Regions from separate parts of the Capsicum annuum genome. Here region 2 is linked to region 1. Evidence: chromatin contacts called from public Hi-C data. All regions are on one chromosome and are shown on one strand. The core of a region is the stretch at or near the end of the contact, and the rest is flanking DNA. Distances in the headings are between cores, read along the strand shown.

The links. A called contact is a pair of places that touch in the nucleus more often than the background predicts.
Region 2: a Hi-C map of bud shows a contact between it and region 1, with 3 times the contacts expected there. The contact joins the promoter of LOC107868179 here to the enhancer-like site in region 1. A contact is called at or near these places in 2 of 5 Hi-C or Micro-C datasets (bud and leaf).

The regions. Positions count from the first base shown.
Region 1 is chr4:16,241,819-16,247,666 of UCD10Xv1.1, forward strand. It overlaps the pseudogene LOC107868180. Among protein-coding and RNA genes, the nearest start is that of LOC107869802, 40 kb to the left of the region's middle. Within about 2 kb of position 2,618, at least 5 of the 5 cell types and tissues checked have an H3K27ac peak or open chromatin away from gene starts, as enhancers often do. A contact at or near this core is called in bud and leaf, where this site is marked.
Region 2 is chr4:16,339,640-16,345,487 of UCD10Xv1.1, forward strand. It overlaps LOC107868179, which reads left to right and starts at 3,330. Exons shown (of 3, transcript XM_016714789.2): 1 at 3,330-3,554.

The sequences.
Region 1 (5,848 bases), core at 1,368-3,867:
AATCTGACCAGGATAGTTCATGATGATGACTTGGGCAGTGAAGCTGACTGCGTCCTTTGTTGGGTCATCTTTGGAGTTGGAAGAAACATAACCTCTCTTAAGATCCTTAACGACAATGTTCTTGACGTTGAATCCGACATTGTCACCAGAAAGAGCCTCATGGTGCATCTCAACACATTGTTTAACTCCATAGCTGTTGCCAGTAGACTTTTTGGTTGTTGGGTTTACGTGAAAGTAAAATCACCTAATTAATATTCTCATGTAATTTTCCTCAAAAAATATTTTAATGCCAACCTTGAGAAGTAAGAACATGTAAATAGATCCATCTCCATATGCTATCAACCTAAAAATATTCTAGCAAGAAAACAAAATAATAACTCTTACTAATAAATGATTTCAATGCCTTTTCATGTGTTGCACTTAAGAGTAATGGTCCTCCAACATTTCTGACAGTGTAATACATCTGAAACTCTAAAGCAAACTCTGGTTATCAATTACGTTTGACATGTCTGCAGCTTGGACATACCTGAGCAAAGGTTTGCTCCAATATATATATATATATATATTAGTGCATCACTTGAAGCTTGCAATTCAGAGCATTTCTCAAAGAATTCTGGTGATAGAGAATATTGTAATCTCTTATTAGACCATCTTTGTCACTCTCAAGTTAAGCCTTGTATCACCTCTAAAAGAAAATAGAAAAATATGGAATATGCCTTCAATTTTGGTAAGCAAGCAACCAACTTTTGGCCAGAGTGGGTACAAACACAACAATGCCATATGCATAACACCATCAATTTTTAACTGCGCCTTTGGACACAAAAAATGGTGTAACGTAAGGGGGACAAAAGAGAATAGATGTTATGCACCAGAAAATATACATAAGTTTATATATCACTTACAATGGAATTTTTCAAGAAACGTTTCATAATGAAAACTTGTTTGGACAAAGTCAGTGAAGTATAAGAAACTAAGGAAAATAGCAATACTACTGTCTAGTTTGACGAATTCTATACAAAAAGTGAGAAGAAAAGGTGAAGTCATTTTAGAACAAAAATAAATTATGAAGGTCATTGTTCACCAACTACACACCAGAGTCCAGACCACTTGCCAATAAGAAGGCTTAAAATAATGAAAGGATTGACACTTGATAATTTCTTTGTTACAACCTTCACCTCTCGCTTTCTTCCATCGCCTTTACATTTGGCTTTGCCTTAGCACTAACAGTATCATCAGTATTCTTCATCACTCCTCTAAAGACGACTCTACCAAGAACATGTTATGTAGCCTAAGACAATCGAGTATGTCAAAATAAACTTTTAAGCACTTCCCTAAAATCCAGGATAGCTAAAACTCAATATCTAAGAGCTAACTTACCAGTCAACATGTGTATGGATTTCAATGAACAAGTTGAGAGTGGAGAAACTCAAAAATATGCCTTTTCAAGTACTTGCTGTTTCTTCGGATGATATCGATCATTTGCTTCATTGGTTCCTGTAGTGGCAGCCGTAGAATCTGCTATAGTGTTAGCTACTTTCGTTATTACTTTCCGAGTCCGGCGGACTATAGCAATAGCTTTTTGAGATGTAGGTAAATAATGTAAGTATGCATAGAGAAAGTAAATAGCATTACTATATAGGTGAAAGTACCTGTTCATCTTCTAGAATCAGATTTTGAAATTTGATTCTCTTTTGCAAGGCTTTGTCGCTCTCGACTTATGTCAATGATATGGACTTCGCATATGTTATCTGATCGATATTGAATCTTAGTGACATGTGTCTACCAAAGATATCTTCACAATAATATAGGAAAGAAGAGTTTGAGAGCAACACCAAATGGAATTGTGTTCAATTTGCGGTTAAGTTGAAACAAGGCACATATCCTTTTGCCAATGTCCTTGCTCTAGCTAGTGGTAATCTATACATGCAAATTTAAATACTCTAAATTTTGTCACATTGATGTGATGAACATATGTTCGTTAATGTAATAATCTTTCAAAAGTTTTTAATAGTAACAGTAAGAGTATTAAAAGTTCCAGCGTTGGCTCCTAAAATATAGAAATTTCTATGAATACACAATTAAAGAGGGGAGCAGGTCGAGTTAAGCAAACCATTAAACACCCTATGTACAACAGAGAGCAAACATAACATAGTACTGACATACAACTCAAACTAAGAAACCAAGAAGGGATTGTTGACAGCCGAAACCAAAACACACCCAAAACATTGAAGACATGATTGCATGTATTTATTCCGATAGATTTTCAGATCAATGGAACAAACAAAGAATCAAAAAGGAAAAATTGTATTTCTCTATGTTTCTCCTAAGAAGGGAACAAAGAAAGAATGAGATAAATCACCATAAAATTAAAATTAAACGACCTAAAGCACAATAAAAGTACGAAATTGAAGAGAAGTCCTACCAAATTCAACCTTCAAATTGATCGAGTCCAACTTCAAAAAGACTCAGCCGTAAAAGAAGTGGAAGAGGAGCCTTTGGTCCCTTTTTGAGTATACGGTAAAAGGGATTACTGGTCATACGTGGACATCAACCCTTCCACGTGCTTAACAGCCAATTAAATAGGGCCAGAAAGAGCATAAAATTAAAATGACCTGTTGTATACCTTAGAAAGCCTCTTGTACAACCATCTTATGCTGTGATAGTCCCAACCTGTTGGCTTATATAATAGAGTAATATATATGTAAATAAATAAAGAAGGCTTACGAATATGCTGCTGTGACATATTTTTAAGGCCTCCATTTTTATTTTTTTTCTTATCTTTTTGAGTTTTTTTTATACTTTTTCTTATTTTATAATTGAATAATTAATTATATTCTGTTTATTAAGTATCATTAAATTTTTTAATAGCCGTAATAGTTTATTGTCAATAGTTATTATATTAATTATTAACTGTTGTACATAGAATTGAAAACCCACTCCAATTTTGTTTTTTGTTTTTTTTTTATTTTTAATCTCTTTCAATTATCCGTCTATAAGTGTGTGTATAAACAATGTAATGTTCCTTTTTTTTTCAAAGATTTTTTTTGAAAATCTTTCTCTAATTATAAAATAATAATATCTTTTAATATTTCAAGTGTTTTTTTATATAAAATATTTGTTAGGAATAACTATTTTTTTTAATATACAATGTATTTGAAAAGAGTAATTATTCATAAATCATATCTCTAAAATTTATACATTTAATCATATCTCTAGAGCCACCATAGTACTCTGTTGGTAACTGGGGGAGTCGAATCCATATGACCATTGATTCAATGGTCGACTCTTTGGGAATGAAGTTTGGTTCCCAGATTCTTACCGACAGATTAGAGCCAGCCACAAATCAGGGTCACTCTTGCAAGATTCGTCATTATAATTCTTTATTGGAGAGCTTCACCGTATAGTATTCCAGTCCCAAATTCGATGAGTGGAAAATTTTTCTTCAATTTTCACAGATCGTTTAGCTTCTTTTTGAGATAAGAATGATTTAATTTCTTCCCCATCAATTTGATGATGACGGAGATTTTTCAAGGTTCATAGAGTCTGTTTTTTACCTCTGGTGATAAAGTGATTTCATCCCCCTCTGAATCGGGGTTGAAGGTTGAATCAATTCCCGGTAAGTTTTGTTCCAGTGAGAGTATTTGCTCTTTTACAATATCACTATAAGAGAGTTTAACCGGAGGATCAATGGATATATGTATATCCTAAGTGTCAGGTCGTTCCGGTGGGATCGAGATGGGGATATGAGTGGGGGTCATACTCTGGGTAAGTGAGAGGACAAAGGGGGTGTTAAAATTTAGAAAGAGTTTGGTCTTTCTCTCTCTAAAAGCTTAGTGCTTCAAATATTCTTTCATGCTTATGTATTTGGTATTCTTTCTTATTTTTAATGTTTTTCTTTTACATATTTGTTTTCCTCCTCCAAGTAAATATGATCATGAAAATCAATATTAAGGTAGTTTTATAGTAATGCGATCGATTTTTTTTTTTAAGATGTATAATATAGTTTAAATTTCTTTCCTTTTTTTATGTAATTTTTTATTGATATATTTGAAATAAAAATATTATAAATATCATATATAGTGCAATGTCATATTAACAATTTTCACATTCTTGAGTTTTATATTATTATAATTTATTTATTTATTTTATTTATTCATAACTTCAACTTAATTTTCTTTATGTTCATAATTAATGATTAATATAATAATTTATTAACAATAAATTAATATGATTGTTAAAGAAGTTAATGACACTTCATAAATAGGATAGAATATGATTAATTATTCACTTATAAAATAAGGAAAAATACCAAAAAAAAAAGAGGGAAAAATAGGAATGGAGGCCTTAGAAGTAGGAGTGTACATAGGGCGGGTTGGTTTGATTTTTTATTAAAAAAAAAAAATCAATCATGTCGATTTATTAAAACTATAAACCAAATCAAACCAACATAAATTTGGTTTTGTCGGTTTAGGTTTTAGTCGGTCCTTTCGATTTTTTTGATTTTTTTTATAATCTTTATTTTTTACAATTATATTGAGATTGAAGACTAGATCAAATATGTTTTCACTCATGTACTAATGAAAACCACAATTATGAAAAAATGAGGATCCGAAAACTCTCTTGAAACTAAAAAGTAAGATGAGGAGTGAAAAGTTTAGGTTTTAAGTTTATATTGAGTTTTGTATCATGTAATTAGCAATTAATGGACAAATATTACAACTTAAAAACTCAAATCTGAATATATATCTACATGTATTTTCTAAATATTGAAAATTAATAAAACTAATTGAAAAAGTATTTAAAAAGTAGATTATAATTAATATTTTATGTATAAAAAGTTGACACTATATATATATACATATATATATATATATATATATATATATACATATATATATATATTATGTCGGTTTGATTTGGGTTCGGTTTGACTTTTTTCTTTGGTTAACACCAAACCAAACCAAGAATGGTCGGTTTTTATTTTATAACGCCAAACCAACCAAGCCAAACCATAAGTTAGTTTTTTTCTCGGTTTGATTTGGTTCGTCGGTTCGGTTTGACTTGACGGTTTGGTTTGTACACCCCTACTTAGAATTATGCCTCATTAGCATATTTCTAAGCCTCCTTTATATACATACATATACATAAAAAAATTTAAGATGTCTAATATAGTTTAGATTTCTTTCCTCTTTTCTATGTAATTTTTTCTTTTTGATACATTTGTAATAGAAATATTATAAATATCATATATAGTGCAATATCATATTAACAATTGTCACATTCTTGTGTTTTATATTATTATAATTAATTATTTTATTTTATTGATTCATTACTTCAGCTTACTTTGCTTCATTTTCATAACTTTTAAAAATATTTACTTGATGTGTAAAAGAATGTCCTCTTAAGCAAATGTAACACTAAAGGCACAAGATAGAAATTATAATCAACATTGCACAGAAGATCAAGTACTCCTACAAAAGATAGAGGTTAAAACAGAAAATAATATTTTTCAACTTAATCCATAGATTATGGTTTCAAAATATGACTTCTTATTTCATTTACTTCATCACTCATACATCCTAAATTATTTGTTCTACTATGTATCTATAATCTATAATCTATAATATATTAAAAGTGTGAAGGGCCTTAGAAATATTGCTTGAACTTTTTGACCTTCATTAAAAGTCTTTGCTTTAGACAAAATCGTCTTTTCACTATTTTTTCTAATATTTAAGAGTTAAAAATTAATTAAATATATTTTTGGTAAACCATTTTCTTATTAGAAGTCATTAGAATCTCACTATTTTTTTTTCTAATTTAAGAGTTGAAATTAATTGAATATATTTAT
Region 2 (5,848 bases), core at 2,080-4,579, 99 kb after region 1:
GGGCAATGCCTCTTTCAATCAGGCTTATTCTCAAGCCGTTGAGTTCTCTCATATTCATTCCAATGGCGCACCTCTAAAGACCATTACCACTACCACCATCAAATGGAACCCTCCCCATAGAGGAACCTTTAAGCTCAACATTGACAGATCATGCTTGGGCAACCCAGGAAAGGGGGGCATTGGAGGGGTGATCTAAAACTATAATGGTGATTGGATGCTAGGATATATAAAAAGCTTCCTTCATGCAACTAACAACCAAATGGAGTTGCTTGTGCTGCACGAAGGACTAAAAATCATCGAGGATCACCACTTCACACCTGTGGAGATCCACACTGATTCTCAGAAAATAATTAAAATGCTTAATGAAAATCATGATCTCCATGATGGTATCCTTGACGATTGCAGGTACAGGTTAAGCAGGTTAGGGAACTCAGTCATACGCCATAGCTAGAGAGAAGGAAATATGGTGGCGGATTCACTAGCAAAGATGGGAGCAAACTCAGAAATTTTTGGAGAAGCAAGACTTTTGGAAGTTCCTCCAGTGTGTGCCCGAAATGCTCTATGGGCAGACACGATAAGAATTACATTTGAAAGAAGTGCAAGATCTACTATGAGTGGTAGTATAGACCACAATTACAGAATTTTTGAAATCAATCCAGGTTGATCAACTAGAAGTATGTAATCTACTAATATTGTGCTCCTCTTATTTATATAATCCAAAAGCCATCATCTATTACCGAAAAAAAAAAAAGAAAAAAGAATCTTACTAGAATTAGAAAAGCGCATCTATTTATAAAAAAAATAAATCCTCCATGAAAAGAGAAAGAACAACAATTTAATGTTAAGAGTAGTCAGTAAAAGTTATGCCTTTTTATTATTTATTGTTTATTTAGTTTTAGGATTTGCTTTTGAATTAGAATTTCTTTACACTAATTACCACCACCAATGTCTCTTTTTTTTTTTTAGATTTAGATATCCTCGATTTTTGAGTTAGGACTATTTTATATACAATGCTTTATTATTAGTGATTATGTAATATTTTCTTTATTGAAATTTTGGTGTTACTTTAACTAGGTCTAAGACTATTTTATTCGTGCTGCATAGGTTGTACCATTAAATATTTACACGACACCTTAATATTTAGAAAAATAGATTATGTAGTATTTTTTGTCTATTTAACTTTTTTTTTTTTAATTTTTTGAGTCTTTTGTTGTAGGATTTGCTTTGAGTTTTTATCATAACTATAATTACTTTTATCTGCGGAAAAAAGCTTTACTTGATGAAAATAATTTCTTTTATATATGGTGAATATAAATGTCAATGAAACATTGCATACATAATTTTTGTCTGTCATGTCATTTACTCTTGAAAACATCTATCAATGTTGCCAGCAAAAATCTTTTCTGCTTCATTAACGACATGTTATCAAGTTGTTTACACATACATTGATGACTTACGTTGAGTGTTTGGTATCATTCAATTAACTAAATTAAATTCCGTAGATTCTTTACAACTTGATCATGATGATTGTGGGAACCTTGATTACATGAGTTCCATATTGTGGAAAGCTGAGAGAATTGAAGAGTGGACACTACCACAAGGTTGTTGAGACTACATATCACGTAGGACAGTGTCTTTCATAAGATTACATGGTAGGGCATTGCCAGTAGCGAATCTAGAAATTTCGTTTAGAGTGTTCAAGATTTAATATATAGGTATGAAAATAATTTTGTTATAATTCTCAATTTACATAATATAATTTTTTGACGAAAGGTGTTCGAGTGACTACCCTAAATTACATGAAGTTAGACCACTGGACGTTGCAACATATTCTATTTTGACTGGCATTATTCATGTACTTATGACATTATGTTCATGTTCAAATCTTTGTTACTTGTATTAGGCCGACGAACCGTCTTGCTGTACTTTGAAAAAGAGAGTTTTCAACATACCAAGCGTTGATTCCTTTGAAGAGCTCAAGACTTCTTTCAAAGAGTTGTTGAAATCATTCTGGGATGAAAAATACTTAAGCAAGCAAATAGAGATGTAAAACATATTGCAAAGAACGCTCATTGGTTGAGTAATTCAAGGCTTCCTCTCACTACTATTAATTAGGACTATAGATATTAGACATTGTAAGATTATGAAAGAAAAATTGTACAGAAGAATTGACCTACATGGACAAATGAGAGATAGCTTAGCGGTAATATGTATCTTTTATTGCATGTAGTTTTAGTGATTGTATATGCTTTAATGATCATTTGGTACATGAGATTGATATGTAGGAATATTTCATGGGTTGAAATATGACATGGGATTATTTTATCCCGCCTTCGATATGAAATAGTGTCCCACCATTTTAACTAAAGTGGTAGGATAATTAGTCTCGAAATTAGTTAATATCTCATGAATAAAGTTAATTACAAAGTGTAATCCGAGATTATTATACTTATTCATTACTCATATGTCTATGCATTTGATGTAATGTGTATTAATTCTTTTACGATACTTTGAAATTATTAGTTTTCAGAGATATCAACAAATGAGTATATTGATCCTTAATTTACATAGAAAGTGAAGTACTTCAACTCTATAAAATCAAATTTGCAAACATAATATAGAATCAGCAGAAGATTGGAAGAAAAATTAAAGGAGCAAGAAATGAAATTTGTTATATTGTGAAAGAGGAATATTTTATGAGAAGTTTCACATCATCAAAGGTCTCATCAACTTCTTCTTTCCATTTTCTTTTTAGTCAATTAAAGTGTACATATCTTAAAAGTGAAATTTAACCTCAACAAAAAAAAAAAATTCTATTTAAAGTCAGTTGCTATTTTTCGATAATTTGTTATTCTTGTATACATATTTTGGCGATTAACGACTTGACTTGATATACACATGCAACGCACGTGCTTAATACTAGTATTTTGATAAATACATAGTGATAATTTAAGTAAGAAATATACTTATCAATGAAACTTAATAAATCGAGATACTTGAACTAAGAGAATGTCATTTTGGCCTTTGAACTCAAATTAAGACCTCGTATAGCCATGAAAATAATAACTTTTCAGAGTTAGAATTGGAGTTAAAGTTGAAGTTGGAGTTGGTGGTGTGTTTGACCGTGAATATAAATTGAAATTGCTTTTAAAATTATACGAAAAAAATAGAAGTAAAAAAGTGAAAATAAGTTTTAAAGTGTTTGAATTAACTTATTTTTAGGTGCATTTGGCTTTGACTTTTAAATTTTACTTCTTTTTTTTTACTTTTTCAAAAATAATTTTCACAAAAATAATATAATTTTTATGATCAACCATTACTAATTTCACATTTTAGAAAAAATTCTCACTTCCAAACACCTTTTATAAACAAACAAAAGAACTTGAAGTAGTCTTTTTACCAAATTCCTTCAATATGACCATTCTTCAGACAACGCGTGTTGGACAATAGTGTAATCATCCTTAATTTCACCAAATTTCTCCTCTTCGTTATAACCCCTATCTGAAGCTCCCAATTTTATTTTTTTTTCCCAATTAAGTTTTAAATTTTACAAGGTACATTTTTTTTAATATGCTTTTTTTGGATTAGTTTTTTCTTTACAAAATGTATGTATATTTTTCTTTTAATTTATGGCTAAATCATCTTGATCTTGTGTCTATTTTGGCCTCAATTTTTCTTAGAGTTTTGATTATTGTGTGTTGGAAAGGAAAAAAAAATGAAATAGGTATGGGAATTATAATCTTTCTCTCTAAGTTTTTTTTTTTAATTAAAAGTTATTAAGTATTAGAGAATAAAATGTGTCTAAGTAAAGGGGATTTTTTATTTTTTTTTTTATTTTTGGTGACGGAATAATCAATAAACTATAAAAATTGTATTTTGGGGTTCTATTGGATTTGATAAAGAAGCCACATTGGAATTTGGATGGACTAAAAATGCAGTCTTTAGTATTGTTTGAACTTTACTTCGACTATCTTATTATTTTGTTATAGTTACTGTCGTGTTACTATCTGCTGTTTCTGTTAGTATCTTTAACTTACCTGTTAATTATCTTGATCTTGTGTCTATTTTGGTTTCAATTTTTTTTAATGATTGATTTGTTGAGTGTTATAAGGGAAATAATGAAATGTGTACATATTTGGGAATTATAATCTTTCTCCAAAAAAAAACAGGACAATGATTTAGAATATTTATGTAGCTGAATCCAATTATTTTGGGATTTTTATTTTTGTTGTAGTACTACTGCCATTATTTTGGGATTTTAATTAGGCCAAGACTTGTGTTAGCTTTCAGTAAACTTATAACGCTTGTTATACACTTCAAAATGCTTATTTTGGGACTTTGAGGAGATTGGATACTTAATGATTATGTTGGTTTGGTATTTGGGAGTTGGTGTAAATTCCTTTTAAAACCCAGTGGTTTATTGTTATGAGTTTCGATTCAAGTGCGACAATTATGATGATATTGATAATCGAGTTCCGGTTCAAGTCCGGCAATTGATGATGTTATTGATAATATGAGTCTCGGTTCAAGTCGGTTAAAGATGATAATGACGTTGATGCAGTTGAGTTTCGGTTCGAGTCTGGCATTGAGAGTTATACTATGAAGGTTTGGGAAAGGATGGTAGAGTTGAGGCTGAGGAGGTTCGTGACTATTTTCTAGAATCAGTTTGGTTTCATGCCAGGTCGTTCGACTACTGAGGTCATTCACCTCGTGAGGAGATTAGTAGAGCAGTTTAGGAAGAGGAAGAAGGACTTTCACATGGTGTTCATTGATCTTGAGAAGACATATGACTAAGTCTCCAGGAGATTCTGTGGAGGTGCTTAGAGGCTAGAGGGGTGCCTGTGACTTACACCATGTTGATTCAGGACATGTATGACAGAGTGAGGACGTGTGTGAGGACGGTAGGAGGAGATTCAGAGCCTTTTCCTGTTTTGACAGGGTTCCATCAGGGATCGACTGTCCTTGGCTGGGGGTCTATCGAAAACAACCTCTCCACTTCTTCGGAGGTAGTGGTATAGACTGCGTACATTTGACCCTCCCCAAACCCCACTATGTGGGAATACACTGGGTATGTTGTTGTTGTTGTTGCATCAGGGATCGACTCTTAACCCATTTTTATTTGTCTTGGTGATGGATGTTTTGACGCGGCGTATTCAAGGGGAGGTGCCTTGGTGTATGTTATTTACTAATGATGTTGCACTGATTGACGAGACTCGGTAGTAGTTAATGATAAATTGGAGGTTTGGAGGCAGACCCTTAAGTCTCAAATATTAGATTGAGTAGGATCAAAACGGAGTACTTGAAATGTAAGTTTAGTGATTTGTCGCATGAGGTTGACGTGGTAGTGAAGCTGGATTCTCAGGTCATTCAGAAGAGGGAGAGTTTCAAGTATCTTGGGTCTATGATTCAAGGGGATGGTGAGATAGACGGTGATGTCACACATCATATTGGTGCAAGGTGGTTGAAATGTTGGCTCACTTCAGGAGTCTTGTGTGATAAGAAAGTACCTCCTAAGCTTAAAGGTAAGTTTTACGGAATGGCAATCCGACTGACTATGTTGTATGGAGCGGAGTGTTGGCCAGTTAAGAACTCTCACATCCAAAAGTTGAAGGTGGCGGACATGACGATGTTGCGATGAATGTGTGGGCTTGCCAAGAAAGATAAGGTTAGAAATGAAACTATTCAGAAGAAAGTGGGAGTGGCTTTGATGGAGGACAAGATATGGGAAGTGAGGTTGTGATGGTTCGGGTATATGATGAGGAGGCGAACGGATGTTCCAGTATGAAGGTGTGAGAAGCTGACTATGGATGGTTTTAGGCGGGGTAGAGGTAGGCCGAAAAAGTATTGA